Linked DNA regions of Mus musculus: region 1 is linked to region 2. The links are chromatin contacts, called in public HiCAR-type maps. All regions are on one chromosome and are shown on one strand. Each heading gives the region's core, a stretch centred on a gene start, on an enhancer-like site or on the middle of the called end of the contact. The rest is flanking DNA. Distances are from core to core; before and after follow the strand shown.

Region 1 (7,243 bases), core at 4,191-6,690, 310 kb before region 2:
TTTTGTTTTTTTGTTTTTTGTTTTCAAGACAGGGTTTCTCTGTATAGTTCTGGCTGTCCTAGAACTCATTCTGTAGACCAGGCTGGCCTCGAACTCAGAAATCCGCCTGCCTCTGTCTCCTCCTTTTTTTTTTTTTCAAAGCTGCAGGAATACAGTGAAATTACAAGTTATGAAGTTGCGATGACTTTTTTAAAGCCAAGGCTGACATGTGGATGGTTGGCAGTACCCTGCTCTGCCACTAGACGGTAGCATCGCGCACTTTACATTTCCACTTTCCACTTTCGGAGACCACTAGATTAATGGGTCCTCTAGGACCTCTTTCTTTACATAACAAGAGGTGAAAATATATGCTGAGCATTGTGATGCATGCCTTTAATTTCAGCACTCAGGAGGCAGAAGCTGGAGGATATCTGAGTTCACAGCCAGAGTTAGGCTACACAGAGAAACCCTGACTGGAAAACAAACAAACAAACAAACAAACAAATGTAAATAATGAATAACTAAACAAAAAGAATACACACGACGCTCAGGGACTGTGCATGCCTCCCCTTCCTGCCTCTCGAGACGAGATGTGATTGGCCGGTTCTCTGGCCCCACCCCCGTGCCCACGCTCCAGTCTCCCATGGGATAGACCACTCACCTGTCTAAGTCGTCCACTGGGGTGCCCCAGCCGCCCAAGCCACAGTAGCAGCCATAGTTGTTGTAATCCTTCAGGGGATCACTCCCGGGGATGGTGCACTTGATCATATTGCGGAACTGCCACACAGCCCGAGGGCTGATGCTGTGTGCAGCAGCGCCTGCTGCAAGAGTGTACAGCACATTCAAATCCACTCCGAACTGCTTTACCCGGGGTCCGAAGCCTGCCTGTTATCTTCTTTCTCGCTTCCTATCAGTTGCTGCCTCGGGAGAGCATCGGTTCCCAGAAGCCTACTAATGTGCGGATGATTGTCTCTTTTCATTATTTAGATCTTGGAGCTAAGTCGAACCTGAGCAGGAAGGTGTCTAGCCTCCAACTCAGCAGCAACCCTCCTGCCTCATCCTCCCCTTGTGCTAGGACTATAAACGAGCACCACTGGACCGGGCTGGGCTTGAACTCAGAAATCCACCTGCCTCTGCCTCCCAAGTGCTGGGATTAAAGGCATGTGCCACTGCCTGGTAATAATAAACAAATCTTAAAAAAAATAAGAAGTTTGCAGATGGAAGCCAGGACTTTGTGCTTGCTTGATTGAAACAGGGTCTCACATAACCTGGGAAAGCCTTAAACTTGCCTTGTAAGAAGATAACTTCAATTTGAACTTCTTTTTGTTGTTGTTGAATGGGGAGCCTGGGCTACGTGTTACCCTGCCTCAGGAAAAGAAGTTGGAGGAGGAGGAAGATGGAGGCAAGGATGAAAGAATGGTGTGGTGCTCAGTGCCTCCCACACGCAGGAACAGCCAACAGGAGGGCAATCAGTAAGTAAGTAGGTCTGAGCCGAAGCTGGGTCAGCGCAGGCCAGTGTGGACCAGTTCTGAGTTTGTCTCGCTGTGCCCTTCAGGGCTGTGTTCATAAATGCACAAACATCCTGGATTTCCCTCAGCCCCAGTGTCGGCCCTGCACCTCAGCCTGAGGCTTCTCCCTTCCATGGGTCTGGGACTCCACTTCATCTCTTCTTTCTCTCCACTGCCACTCCTGCCCAGGTCACCAATGGACAAGTGGCCGGAAGCACAAATAGGCTTGCCACTCTCTGAGTCACTTTCTGAGAGTTCCTGGACTGACTGAAATGTTACTATTTATTTAATCCTCTCTCTCTCTCTCTCTCTCTCTCTCTCTCTCTCTCTCTCTCTCTCTCTCTCCCCCTCTTTCTTTTTTTGAGTCTACCTATAGTCCAAGTCTTTTTTTTTTTTTTTTTTTTTTTTGGTTTTTTTGAGACAGGGTTTCTCTGTGTAGCCCTGGCTGTCCTGGAACTCACTTTGTAGACCAGGCTGGCCTCGAACTCAGAAATTCACCTGCCTCTGCCTCCCGAGAGCTGGGATTAAAGGCGTGCTCCATCACGCCCGGTTTATAGTCCAAGTCTTTTTTTTTTTTTTTTTTTTTATTAAAGATTTATTTATTATATGTAAGTACACTGTAGCTGTCTTCAGACACTCCAGAAGAGGGAGTCAGATCTCATTACAGATGGTTGTGAGCCACCATGTGGTTGCTGGGATTTGAACTCTGGACCTTCGGAAGAGCAGTCGGGTGCTCTTACCCACTGAGCCATCTCACCAGCCCCTATAGTCCAAGTCTTAAATTCTCAATCCTCCTGCTTCAGCCTCCTGAATGGCTAGAGAGATCTTGGCCTCGATGCTTCCCCATTAAAGAGGATCTTCCGGTCCACACATCCAAGCAGTGTCTCTACTGTCCCATGTTTTTTTGCTTCATAGTACTTCGGTTTGTGTTTGGACTGACATATGTGTGTGTATGTGTGCATATGTAGGTGGAGGGCAGAGGTCAACATCTGGAATCTTAACTCACTCTCTTATTCTTGACACCGAGTCTCTCAGTGAGCCCGGGGCTTGCCACTTGGCTATGGTGGCTGAGAGCTGGGGGCTTGGCTATGGTGGCTAAGCAGCAAGCCCCGGAGAGCTTCCACCTGTCTCCATCTCTGAAGTCATGGAATTGTAGGGGTGTCGCTGCTGTGCCTGGATTTTTCTGTGGGTGCTAAGGCATCCTAGCTAATGTGTTCCCACTCAGTCGGTAGGACAGGAGGTTCTCAAGAGCAGGTCTCCTGGCTTTCATTCTCCTTAAAGCCTATCACTGTGCTTAACACACGTTGTGGTGTATGTGTGTGTGATATGTATTTGTGTATGGTATGTGTGTGCCTGTGTGTGTGGTGTATGTGTGTGTATTGTGTTATGTGTTGTTTGTGTGTGTTTGTGTATGTCTGTATATGTGTGGTGTATATCTGCTTGCGTGTGTGGTGTGTGTGTCTCTTTGTGTGTATATGTGTGTGTATTGTGTTGTGTGTTGTTTGTGCATATTTGTGTGTGGTGTGTGTTTTGTGTGTGTGGTATATCTGTGTTTGTGTCTATGCAGTGAGTGTATTTGTGTTTGTGTGTGTGTGCATGTGACTCTAGATAAGCCATGAATAAAGTCAGTGAGTGAAGTATGTGCCTGGTACCTAGTAGACACTCCACAAAATTCTGTTGAATGAATGAGCAAACCTGTGCCATGACTGCGCTTGCCCAAAGCACAGGCTTTGCAGAGCAGCTCGTGGAGCAGAGGCCGTCAGCCGCTTGCACAGAGTCCTGCTGCATAAAGAGCACAGAGAACAAGGGACTTTCGGGGTCCCATCTCCTCAGTCACCATGCTGCCTTATCGTCTCACACGTTGTCCAGTTCCATCTTTTCATCTTTCTTCCATTCTCTTTTTTATCTTTTTGAGACAAGGTCTCACTCACTATACTGTCCTGGCTGGCATGAACTCACTCTGTAGACCAGGCTGGTTTTGAATTCACAGTTTCCTGCCTCTGTTTCCCTAGTGCTGGGATTGAAGGCACGCAGCAGCACCTTGCTTGGCCTCCTTTATTCATTCTTTCTGAGACAGGAGCTAACATTGTAAAAATAGGCTGGCCTTGAATTCATGACAATCCTTCTGCCTCAGCCTCTGGAGAGCTAGAATGATGAGTGTGAGCACCACAATGGGGTCTTCCTATGTAAACAAGGCTGACATCAAACTAGAAATCCTCCTGCCTCAGCCTCCTGAGCGTGGAGATCAAGGGCGCGTAAGACCCTGCCCTGCTTACTCTATTTTTGGGCTCATTCTGGCTAACCATTTGTGGGGAGACCCCAGGGACAAAGAAAGGGAGCAGCTGGCTTTTCCCACGATGTGGGTGACCCCTGTGGTGGCAGTAAGTAGGGGCTGTATCCCTAGGTGACACAGCTAGACATATGCTTTACAGAAGCTAGACACAGTCATAACTAACGCACAGAGTGTGCGCGTGTGCGCAAACACATGTGCTTTTGGAACAGGCACACGACGCTTTTATCTCTGAGGCTCAGTCTACAGCCTGATTGCAGGTCTCAATCATTGCTGGGTGAATAGAAACGACTTACGTGCCAACTACAGGTGACTCCGTGCACAGGGCCCAAATCTGTTTCTGTTCACGGAGCTGGGGATGTAATGCCTGTATGCAGATGGTGCCTGAATATGTAAATGAATCAGCTGGGCGTGGTGGCGGTGCACACCTTTAGTCCCAGCACTTGGGAGGCAGAGGCAGGCGGATTTCTGAGTTCGAGGCCAGCCTGGTCTACAAAGTGAGTTCCAGGACAGCCAGGACTATACAAAGAAACCCTATCTCGAAAACCAAAACAAAATAAAACAAAAATTGCAGACTCAAGCCAGGCACAGATGGAATCCTAACACTTCAGAGGCTGAGAGAGGAGGGTCCCAAGGCTGGGCTATACTGTGGAGAGGAGACATCTTGAGCCATATAGCAAGGTCATATCAATAAAATAATAATGATTACTATTGATGGTGATGATGATAAGGGGGTCGGTTGGAGAGATGGCTCAGAAGTCATGAACACTTTCGTTCCTTCCATGGGATTCAGGTCTGGTTCTAGCACCCATATGGCAGGCAGCTCATAGTTATTTACAACTCCAGTGCTACAGGATCTGACCCTTCTTCTGGTCTCTGCAGGCACTGCTCACACAATATATACCATATGTGCAGGCAAAACGCTCAGACACATAATGATATATATATATATATATATCAGGACAGCCAGGACTATACAAAGAAACCCTATCTATATCTATATATAGAGAGAGAGGGTTTCTCTGTGTAGCTCTGACTGTCCTGAAACTTGCTTTGTAGACAAGACTGGCCTCGAACTTACAGAGATCTGCTGGCCTCTGCCTTCTGAGAGCTGGGATTAAAGACATTAGTACTACTTGGGGAAAAAAATTTTTTTTTAAAGAAAAAGAAAAGGAAAAGTTGTTAGGGCACTGGCAAGGCCAAGGAAAGTGGTGCCAGGGCAAGAAGACATCAGAGGCAGAAGGGGGCTTCCTTTGCTTGGGTAGGCAAATGAGGGAGCATTTTCTAAGGGGTCATCTGAGTTCAGACCCAGAGGTCGAAAAGCACCAGCTGTCCTGAACACTGGGGTGAAGAGGAGACCCCAACCCAGAGGCTATTAGACCCTAAGGAGAATGCCAAACAATTCCAGCGTGACCAGTGGGAGGGAGGCATTGGAGAAGAGGGAGACCGTAAGGTGCTCAGAGAGAGGCGACAGAGGGGCCTACCTGTGAGCAGAGCAGCCAGCAGAAGGAGTTTCATCTTCAGAAGGAGTGAGGGGAGAACTCCAGTGACTTCCCTCTTTTATACATGGGGCCCCACGCTCCCAAGATAAGGCTGTTTGCTTTGCTCTTAGCCACTCTGGGCTGGCCTTGGTCTATCGGGGGAACAACACAGAGGGATTTGCCTGTAAGAGAAAATAATGCCACAGATTTGCGCCTGGCACTTCCTCCCCAAGGGGATGGTTTCCAGATCTTGGAATCCTTTACTACTCCCCCTAACCCCATTATGACAAGTCTCAGGTTGCCCTGGAACTCATGGGACATCTTTGAACTCCTCTTTACTTTATTAATTTTTTTTTTGAGACAAGGTTTCTAGCCCAGGCTGGCCTCAATCTTGCTGTGTAGCTGAGGATAGCCTTAAATTTTTTTTTTTTTAGATTTAAAAAAAAATATATTTTTAAAAATGCACTCATTTACGTATGAGTGCTCTGTCCGCAGGTACACCTGTAGTCCAGAAGAGGGCATCAGATCCCTTTTACAGACAGTCATGAGCCACCTTGTAGTTGCTGGGAATTGAACTCAGACCTCTGAAAGAACAGACTGCCTGTTGTAGAAATTACTTTAAATCTCAGCCCGAGGTTTCTTTCTTTCTTTTAGATATTTATTTACTTATTTTTATGTATATGAGTACACTGTAGCTGTACAGATGGTTGTGAGCCTTCATGTGGTTGTTGGGAATTGAATTTTAGGACCTCTGCTCGCTCTGGTCGGCCTCGCTTGCTCTGGCCCAAAGATTTATTTATTATATTATAATAAGTCCACTGTTGCTGTCTTCAGACACCAACATCAGATCTTATTATGGGTGGTTGTGAGCCACCATGTGGTTGCTGGGATTCGAACTCAGTTCGTTCGGGAGTGCAGTTGGTGCTCTTACCCGCTGAGCCATCTCGCCAGCCCCAGGCCCAAGGTTTCTACCCCACCTTAGACCATTTAGACTCCGGAACACACACAACAATAAGCTTCAAGCAGCATAGTTGCTGGGCAGCTGCCTACCCTCTGGGCTATTAGAATCTACCTTCCTATCGATAACCCCGAGTTATTACTTACTATATTTCATCTGGACTGCTCTTATCTCCAATTGGTCAGCCCACGTGGTGACGTTTTCCCTTTTTCCTAACCAAAGATGGCCTCTCCTTCCTCTTCTCCTCTCCTTCTTCTCTGACCCCAAGAGTGGGAAACCTAAACACCTAAACCCCACGTATGTCTCTTCTGCCCAGCTATTGGCTGTCTGCATCTTTATTTACCAATCAGAAATAAGTTGGGGCAGGGTCAGAGGTATTGGGGGCTCGCACTTTGCATTACAATAGACGGGCAAAGATGAAAACCTCAGCACAGCCAGCGCTCTTAAGCGCGATCTATCTCACTAGCTCCCTTGTGTGTGCATGTGAGAGTGCAGACGCCACACAGACCAGAAGAGGGAGTCAGTTACAGGGGTTCTGAGCCACCGACGTGAATGCTGGGAATGGAACTTGGTGCTCTGCCACAGCGGTATGATCTTAACCTGAAGCCTGACCCTGAGCTTCTGATACTCCTGCCTCCTCGCACGGCTCCTTAGCCTAGCTTCAAGGGACCTGGGGCAACTATCCTGTTAGACACCGTAAGAAGTCGGGGAGGAAGGCAGGGTGGAGATGACTCCTGCCTTTGTGTCTGGAATGCTTGGGTTTGCGTGGGGGCGGTGTCATTGAATGGTTCTATCTACCATGCCCTCTACAGATGAGGAAAGGCGTTCAGAGAGGTGAAATAATTTGCCTAAGGTCACAGACTGTGAGTAAGCAAGGCAAGGTTGGTTCATGCTTATGTCTGTCAAACTCCAAGCCACGCATCTTAGTTTCTTCCCACTCTGAAAACATCATATTTTTGCTTCCCAGTGCAGGTTTGTGAGAAAATTTTGGAGATGTGGAATCAGACCAGAATGACTCTTGGAACAG
Region 2 (7,224 bases), core at 1,121-3,620:
AGCCTGGAAAAGGCATTTTATATCTGTGTGCCTCGGTTCAACAGACAGATGTACTGCTGTGGAAAGTGCTGTGGCCCAGCATGAGTTCTGGGGGGTGTGGCTTTGCTCTTGGCTGGTTTGTTTTGAGACAAGGTTTCAGGTTGTCCAGGTTAGCCCCAAACTTAGCATGTAGCTTTGGGATAACCTTAAACTCTTGATTATCCTGCCTTCACCTCCCAAGTGCTGGGATTACAGGCTTGGCCCAGGTCTGGCTTTCCAGGTTCTTGACTTGGTGACCTGTGGTGACTAGACCCTGCCATTCTATATGTTGTATGTCAGGGTCACAGAGGACTTGGCTTGGTTTTGGGGGACACTCCTTCTTTTCCTAAGGAGATTCACTCTAGAATTTATGGCTTGAGGGCCTTGCTTACTGCCCTGAGCCTTGTCTTCCTTCGTGACAGTCACACTGTCATATGTTAGGAGCCTCCAACAGGACTGCTGTCCAGAGCAGGGTAGAGTGCTGTCTTTTTTTTTTTTTTTTTTTTTTCTTCCCTGCTTGATGGCCTTTTACATGAAATTAAAAGTAGGTCAGAGTGTGTGTCCAGAGGGGAGAGATGTTGTCTGGAGACCTGAGCCGGTCAAGTGACTTACTGTTTAACCCTAAAGTGGACCCCATTGGGGGCTGCCATTTGGCTAAGGAAGAATTTAGCCTTGAGGAGCTAAGAGCCTTGTAGAGAGAGTGAGGGAAAAGGGGGTTGGGAGAGCCATGGTTTGCTTATGGCCTGGAGGTTTGTGTAGAGTTCTGTTTCTGTGTTGTTTCCTATTAGTGGCAACGCTTCTGAGAGCCCTAAGTACTGGAAATGTACAGGTAGATGATTTAGGTCATAGGTTCCTTGACCCCATTGTTCATTATAATTTATTAGAAACTAACCTCTCTTGAAAAAGATGATTGAGAAGCCGGACAGCGGTGGCACACGCCTTTAATCCCAGCACTTGGGAGGCAGGGGCAGGCGGATCTCTGAGTTCGAGGACAGCCAGGGCTACACAGAGAAACCCTGACTCGAAAACAAACAAACAAAATGATTGAGAAAAAAAAAAATCTAGTGGTCAGAGGGCCTAGAGGAAGCAATTCATTTATTTGTTTTTAAGCAGGCTTCATTCTACTCCAGACTGGCCTTGAATTTGTGGCACCCTCCTACCTCAGCCTCCTGAGTGCTGGGGTCACAGGTGTACTTGGCACTCTATAGTGGGTCCTGCCCATGTGTTCCTGCTGGTTCCAGACTTTCATTTCAGCTACAGCTTTCCAATTCATTTCCTTTGCCTCCTTTCGATCTGCTTTCGTATGTATGTATGTATGTATGTATGTGGACAGGAACTCACTGTGCAGCCCTGCTTGCCTGAAGCTAGCTCTGCAGTGCAGGCTGACTTGTAGCTCCTAGCACTCTGCCCTGCCTGCCTGCTGTTGCTGGCGCAGCTACCCCGTTTCTAACTCCCAGAGCAGAGGTATTTTCTTTACTGCCTGTGTCTGCCCAGTGGGCATTTCTACATGTTTATCTTTTGTCTGTCTCCATGTGGGACAATCTGCTAAGATTTTTCCAGGTGGCTCACCGCCTCTGCAGTTCTGTGGATGGGTGATGACCTCATACTGCAGTTGAGGAAATGGACCTAAAAGAAACAACTAGTTAGTTCAGCATCACTTAGTAGATGATAGGGTCAGGATTCGAATCCAGGCCTGTCTTACTCCGAGCTGGGTTGAATTTTCCAGTGAGCCTGGCTGCCCTAGGAGCAGATAAAATGTAGGCCCTGTGGCCTCCTTCCTTCTGGTTAAGTGAGCTGTGCTGTGCCGGCTTCAGCAGTGTGCTGACTGTCCACTCATTCTATGTTAAAGAAACCTGCTTAGCTGTTGGTGTGTAAAGGCTAGTAAGGGAAGAAAAATCCTGTTTTTGCAACTCTGTCTCCTGGGACTTTGTGGCAGGTCTCTTAGGACAGCCACTTGGGCTTAAAAGTGAATCCCAGATTGTTTAAGTCTCGCTCACTTGGCAGTTTTCTGAACTGTGGGGCTGAGGCTGCTGCAGGCAACACTGCTTCTGGTTTCTCAAGTTTTCTTTTCAGTGAGGGGATGGGGGTGGAGTCCACACACGCACAACATTTTCTGTGGCTCGAACAATAACCGACAGCTAGCTGATGTTCCAGATTTGCAAGCGTCTCTCTGCCCTCCTGGGAGAAGGAAATTCTTAGCACTCAGCTGGAGGAGAAATAGCCTTTCAGGTTGCATAGGTGTGTGTGTCCTGAGCAGCCTTTGAGTTTGGGAAGGATCGAGAGTGTGTTAGCCCCACATCCTTTGGAAGCCATGTGTCTTTGATTTCCTGAGGAGATACAGGGAGGAGAGTCTGAAGACAAAACTACAGTGAGTTTCCTGCCCCATTGTCTCCCCTGTGCAACTGATCACAAGGCTAATGTCACTTACAGGAACTGTTAACAGTTATGTTTATTTTTCTAAGGGCTTGACCTTAGCCACTGGAACTTTTAGCTCATCTTTCACCTTTTGTCGGGTCCTTTTCTTTGAAATGATGGTGATTTGGAGGACAGAGCTCTTGGGCTATGTTCTTAGGAGTGAGTCAGATGAGCTCAGACATGTTCAGGGTGGTGTGGTCCTGGCTGATCTGCCCGTCTGTCAAAGGATCCAGGTGTCAGGTATCTTCAGGGGGAAGGTAGGCTTAAAATCTTCAGTTGGAGTTGAGAAAGCAGTTGGGGGAAGGGGAGATTTTATGGAATGTTGATAAGCCTCATTGTGTGTGTGCTAAAGAGAGCCCAACATTCTTGTCAGGACGCATGAGTACTCATGGCCTGGGACTGGAGGGTGGTATATGTTTGGGAAGACCGGAGTTTAGTGTTTGTTTGGTTTTTTTTTTGGGGGGGGGGGGGAGCACATTTACAGCTCGTTACCAAGAAGACTGGGGGCTGTAGAGGATTTCTCTGTTTTTTTTTTTTGTTTGTTTGTTTTTAAGATTTATTTATTTTACGTATGTGAGTACACTGTAGCTGTCAGATACACCAGAAGAGGGCATTAGATCTCATTACAAATAGCTGTGAGCCATCATACGGTTGCTGGGAATTGAACTCAGGACGTCTGGAAGAGCAGAGGGTGCTCTTAACCACTGAGCCACCTCTCCAGTCCTTCCTTTATCCTTGGTGTCAGTCCTAGAAACGAGGGAGGCGGCTCTTAAGCTGGTCGGTCTTCTGAAGGTGGACTCTTACGCAGGGTGCTGTGCTCCTCACGCTGGCCCCACCACTGTGCAGTGCTTTAATCTTGTGTCAGTAGGAGCTGCACCGAGTGGCTACTGAGCGGAACCTGGGTAGAACATTTCTCTGGTTGGTTTAATCGAGCGAGGCGGTGGTGGAAAGGGCAGCGGAGGTGAACTCAGTCATGTAAGATAGTTGCAGCTGGAGGAAGTTGCAGAACACCGTCCCCTCTTTTACGAGCCTGTTTTTCTTTGCCAGCTTGGGAACTTTTTTCAATAAAATTTTTGAAAAACAACAAAAACTCCAGCTAGTTTATTCTTTGTTGTGAGTAATGTAGTAAACGTAAGAGTAAGCGGCTTCCCTGACAGATAGCCTGGTTGCTTTAGACCGAAAACCCATTACAACTGAGGAGAGTTGCTGGTTGGTCCCTGGTCTCAGGAGGTTTTCCCTGAGGCTCTCCTTGATGATCTCTGCAGCACCTCATTCCCTTTACGCTCGTTCCCACCCTTTCCCAGCATGCCCAGGAACTAAATTTAAAGTTCTGCTGACGTGATTCCTGTTTGGTTTCTTTGATGTTTCTCTTCCATGTCAGCAGCTATCTGATTCTTGTCTCTGTGTGAACTCTTTAGAACCAGATGCAGAGGGAGTGGCCCCTTCTGCTGGGAGAGTTACTAGAGTGTTGCCCTGGCAATGCCTCTACCGGGTCTCCACTCTTCCTCATCCTGCCTCTGATGTGCCTTCTCTTTGTATTTTCCTTAGCCTCGGACTATGGCATGAAACTGCCGATCCTGCGCTCCACCCCGGAGGACCAGATCCTATATCAGACAGAGCGGTACAATGAAGAGACCTTTGGCTACGAAGTACCCGTCAAGGAGGAGGGCGACTATGTGCTGGTGTTGAAGTTTGCTGAGGTCTACTTTGCACAGTCTCAGCAGAAGGTGAGGGGTGTTGAGGTTCCTGTTTGGCCAGTAGCACACTGCTGCTTTTGAACAGTTCAGTACTCTGAAGCCATCGTAGAAACCATGAGGATCCTCCCACCCTGGAGAAGCGTCCTCCCCCTGCCCATTGGCTGTACCTGTCTTGGGTCCTTTTAGGAACCTCCTGCTCACTTCCTTCCCAGACTCTCAGCAGCTTGTCCCCTGCGTTGGCGTCCCTGGTTCAGTCTGTCTGCTTTCTCCCTGTAAGGCCAGCATGAAACCTTGGCAGCCAAGGGCCATGGCTGTGTTGGCTCTGGTGGAGGACTACAGTCACCTTGGAGTATGTCCAGAGTCATAATTTAAGTTATGAAGCCCGAGCAGGTACATGTCTGATGTCTTGAGGGGTCTGAAGCTGGTGGTGTTAACAGTGTCTTGTCTTTTACTCTGGGAAGGTGTTTGATGTCCGGTTGAATGGCCATGTGGTGGTGAAGGACTTGGACATCTTTGACCGTGTCGGGCACAGCACGGCCCATGATGAAATCATCCCGATGAGCATCAGGAAGGGGAAGCTGAGTGTGCGGGGGGAGGTGTCCACCTTCACAGGGAAGCTATACATCGAGTTTGTCAAGGTAACGGCGGCTGGGCCTCCTCCTGTGGGAGGGAGGAGAAGATGTGCTGCCTGTGGCCTGACTGTGCCTTCCCTTTTCTAGGGGTACTATGACAATCCCAAAGTCTGTGCACTCTACATCCTGGCTGGGACAGTAGACGGTGAGTTGGAATTTTACCTTCTGCTCCGTGACTTGTGCTGCAGGGTATGCTTGCGGAGTGCTTGCGATAGATAATACAGCTGGTCATTGTTTGGGAAATATTTAAAGCCACATCATAGGGAACTCCCAGTCAAACATACAAGGACAAAGTATCACATGGTTCTGGCCACAAAGGGTTAAAGTCAGGTCTGTGTTCATCCCTGCCTGTTACTGTTTAATCAGCAGTCAGTCTTTGGCAAAATCTTTTTTTTTTCCTCTTGAGATCGAGTCTCTCTAGTCCTGGCTGTCCTGGAACTCACTGTGTAGACCAAGCTGTTGTCCTTTACTCACAGAGATTCTCCTGCCTCAGTCTCCCTAGTGCAGGCAGTAAAGGTGTGCACCCCTACACCCTGCCTCTGGGACAAAGTGGAAACTGCTCTATGAGTTGGGATTAGTGATGACCCCTTTTGGGGTTCCTTCCCCGTTATCTCACTCAGTTAGAATTACCTGAGGACTGGCAGGAAAGTCACCTCTGCTGCTAAGACCGATGACCTGAATATGATCCCAGGAACCACATGATAGACAGAGAACTGATCCCACAACTTGTCCTCTGACCTCCACCATGGCTTGTGTGCATGCATGGGCACACACATACGCACACATGCATGCACAGTAAATGTACTAGAATTACCTGAAATATGTCTTAAGTTCCATTTGTGGTTTGGGCTCTAGTCCTTTGGAGAAAAAGACAAAAATAAGAGTCCCTGTGGGGGGGCTGGTGAGATGGCTCAACAGATAAGAGCACCCGACTGTTCTTCTGAAGGTCCTGAGTTCAATTCCCAGCAACCACATGGTGGCTCACAACCATCCCTAACAAGATCTGGCGCCCTCTTCTGGAGTGTCTGAAGACAGCTACAGTGTACTTACATATAATAAATAAATAAATCTTTAAAAAAAAAAAAAAAAAAAAAAAAAAGAGTCCCTGTGGGTTTGGTTAGGTGCAGCTCCAGTACCTGAGATAACAGGTGGCTCCTTGACCTTGGAGTTCAGCCTTGGTCATCTCTTGCTCAGGGTTTAGATTGCTCTGCTGCAGCCTCCCAGCTGATTTTTGCAGGGAAAACTTGGTATCCTACTGGGTTTTCTCCTCCATCTTCTCTCTGTGCTGTTTCCCATCTTGTCTTGAATACATGGAAAGTCATATCTTTAATTTTTTTAGACTTATTTTATGTGTATAAGTATTTTGTCTGTATGCGTGTACTTGTGCAAGTGTGTTAGTGTGTGTGGGTTGTGTATTCACCACATGTGTAGTATTCTCAGAACTCAGAAGAGAAACTGGAAGTGCGGTTATGCCATGGTGGCTGTAAGCCACCAGCTCGGTGCTGGGGACCGAGCCGAGGTCTTCCAAGAGGAAGAGCAGCCAGTGCTCTCAAGCGTGGGGCCATACCTTCTGCCCGTCCTCTTGTCCTAACACCTTCCCTCCCGCCCAGTGCTGACATGGATCTTCTAGGAAGGTGACACTGTACACCAGGCTCTACTTGGGTTCCTTAGGAGTTAGGACAGAGGTGTGGTGAGGCTGGGAACCAGAGCCTGGTAGGGCAGCCTTCAGTATCTGGATCAGAAGGAAGACGAAGACTTTGAAATAAGTTTTAACTGTCAGATCACTGTCCCTGCCTATTGTGGGCCTCTGGGAGCTTTGAAGAAGTGAGTCAGGAAGGAGAGAGAACCTTCCTTTGGGGAAGGCCCTGTATTGCTTTTTAGGTAAAACCTGAATCTGACTACTGTTCCTGTGTCCTGCTGTTTAGGTTAGAGATCATTTCTACCCCTCCCTGTGGACCTGGTTAGATGACAGAGGTCTCTCTAGTGTGGCCCATTTACGGCTCTGAATGTTCTCATGTAAATGCTCTGGGTCTTAGTGTACTTAAAGGGTTTTTCTTTTTTTCTATTAGATGTACCAAAGCTGCAGCCTCATCCAGGATTGGAAAAGAAAGAAGAGGAGGAGGAGGAGGAGGAATATGATGAGGGGTCTAATCTCAAAAGACAGACCAACAAGAACAGGGTGCAGTCAGGCCCCCGCACGCCTAACCCCTATGCCTCGGACAACAGCAGCCTCATGTTCCCTATCCTGGTGGCCTTCGGAGTGTTCATTCCAACCCTCTTCTGCCTCTGCCGCTTGTGAGAGGACAAATGGCCATCCTCAGCAGGGTGGAGGGAGTGTGCGAGAAACCAGACACTTTGGTTTCTGTAATCTTCACAGTGTTTAGGAAAAGAGAAAACAAATCAAACAGCGCACACACACACACACACACACACACACACACACACACACACAAACACAGACA

Evidence for each region. HiCAR-type assays count read pairs that join an accessible place to other places.
Region 1: a contact with region 2 is called in a HiCAR-type map of embryonic stem cells, with 3 times the contacts expected there. The contact joins the promoter of Pla2g1b here to the enhancer-like site in region 2. A contact is called at or near these places in 4 of 39 promoter capture datasets (the SN4741 cell line, cranial neural crest, embryonic stem cells and 1 more), 10 of 115 datasets of contacts at active chromatin or transcription factors (T-cell acute lymphoblastic leukemia, embryonic stem cells, epiblast stem cells and 2 more) and 2 of 9 other capture datasets (embryonic stem cells and liver).

What each region holds. Positions count from the first base shown.
Region 1 is chr5:115,464,339-115,471,581 of GRCm38.p6, reverse strand. It overlaps Pla2g1b (phospholipase A2, group IB, pancreas), which reads right to left and starts at 5,440. Exons shown (of 4, transcript NM_011107.2): 1 at 5,262-5,440; 2 at 641-800. The coding sequence starts at 5,295.
Region 2 is chr5:115,147,752-115,154,975 of GRCm38.p6, reverse strand. Mlec (malectin) reads left to right here. Exons shown (of 5, transcript NM_175403.3): 2 at 3,982-4,160; 3 at 4,592-4,768; 4 at 4,850-4,907; 5 at 6,832-7,224. The coding sequence ends at 7,061. Among named protein-coding and RNA genes, the nearest start is that of Mlec, 6.8 kb to the left of the region's middle. Within about 2 kb of position 2,370, at least 66 of the 459 cell types and tissues checked have an H3K27ac peak or open chromatin away from gene starts, as enhancers often do. A contact at or near this core is called in T-cell acute lymphoblastic leukemia and embryonic stem cells, where this site is marked.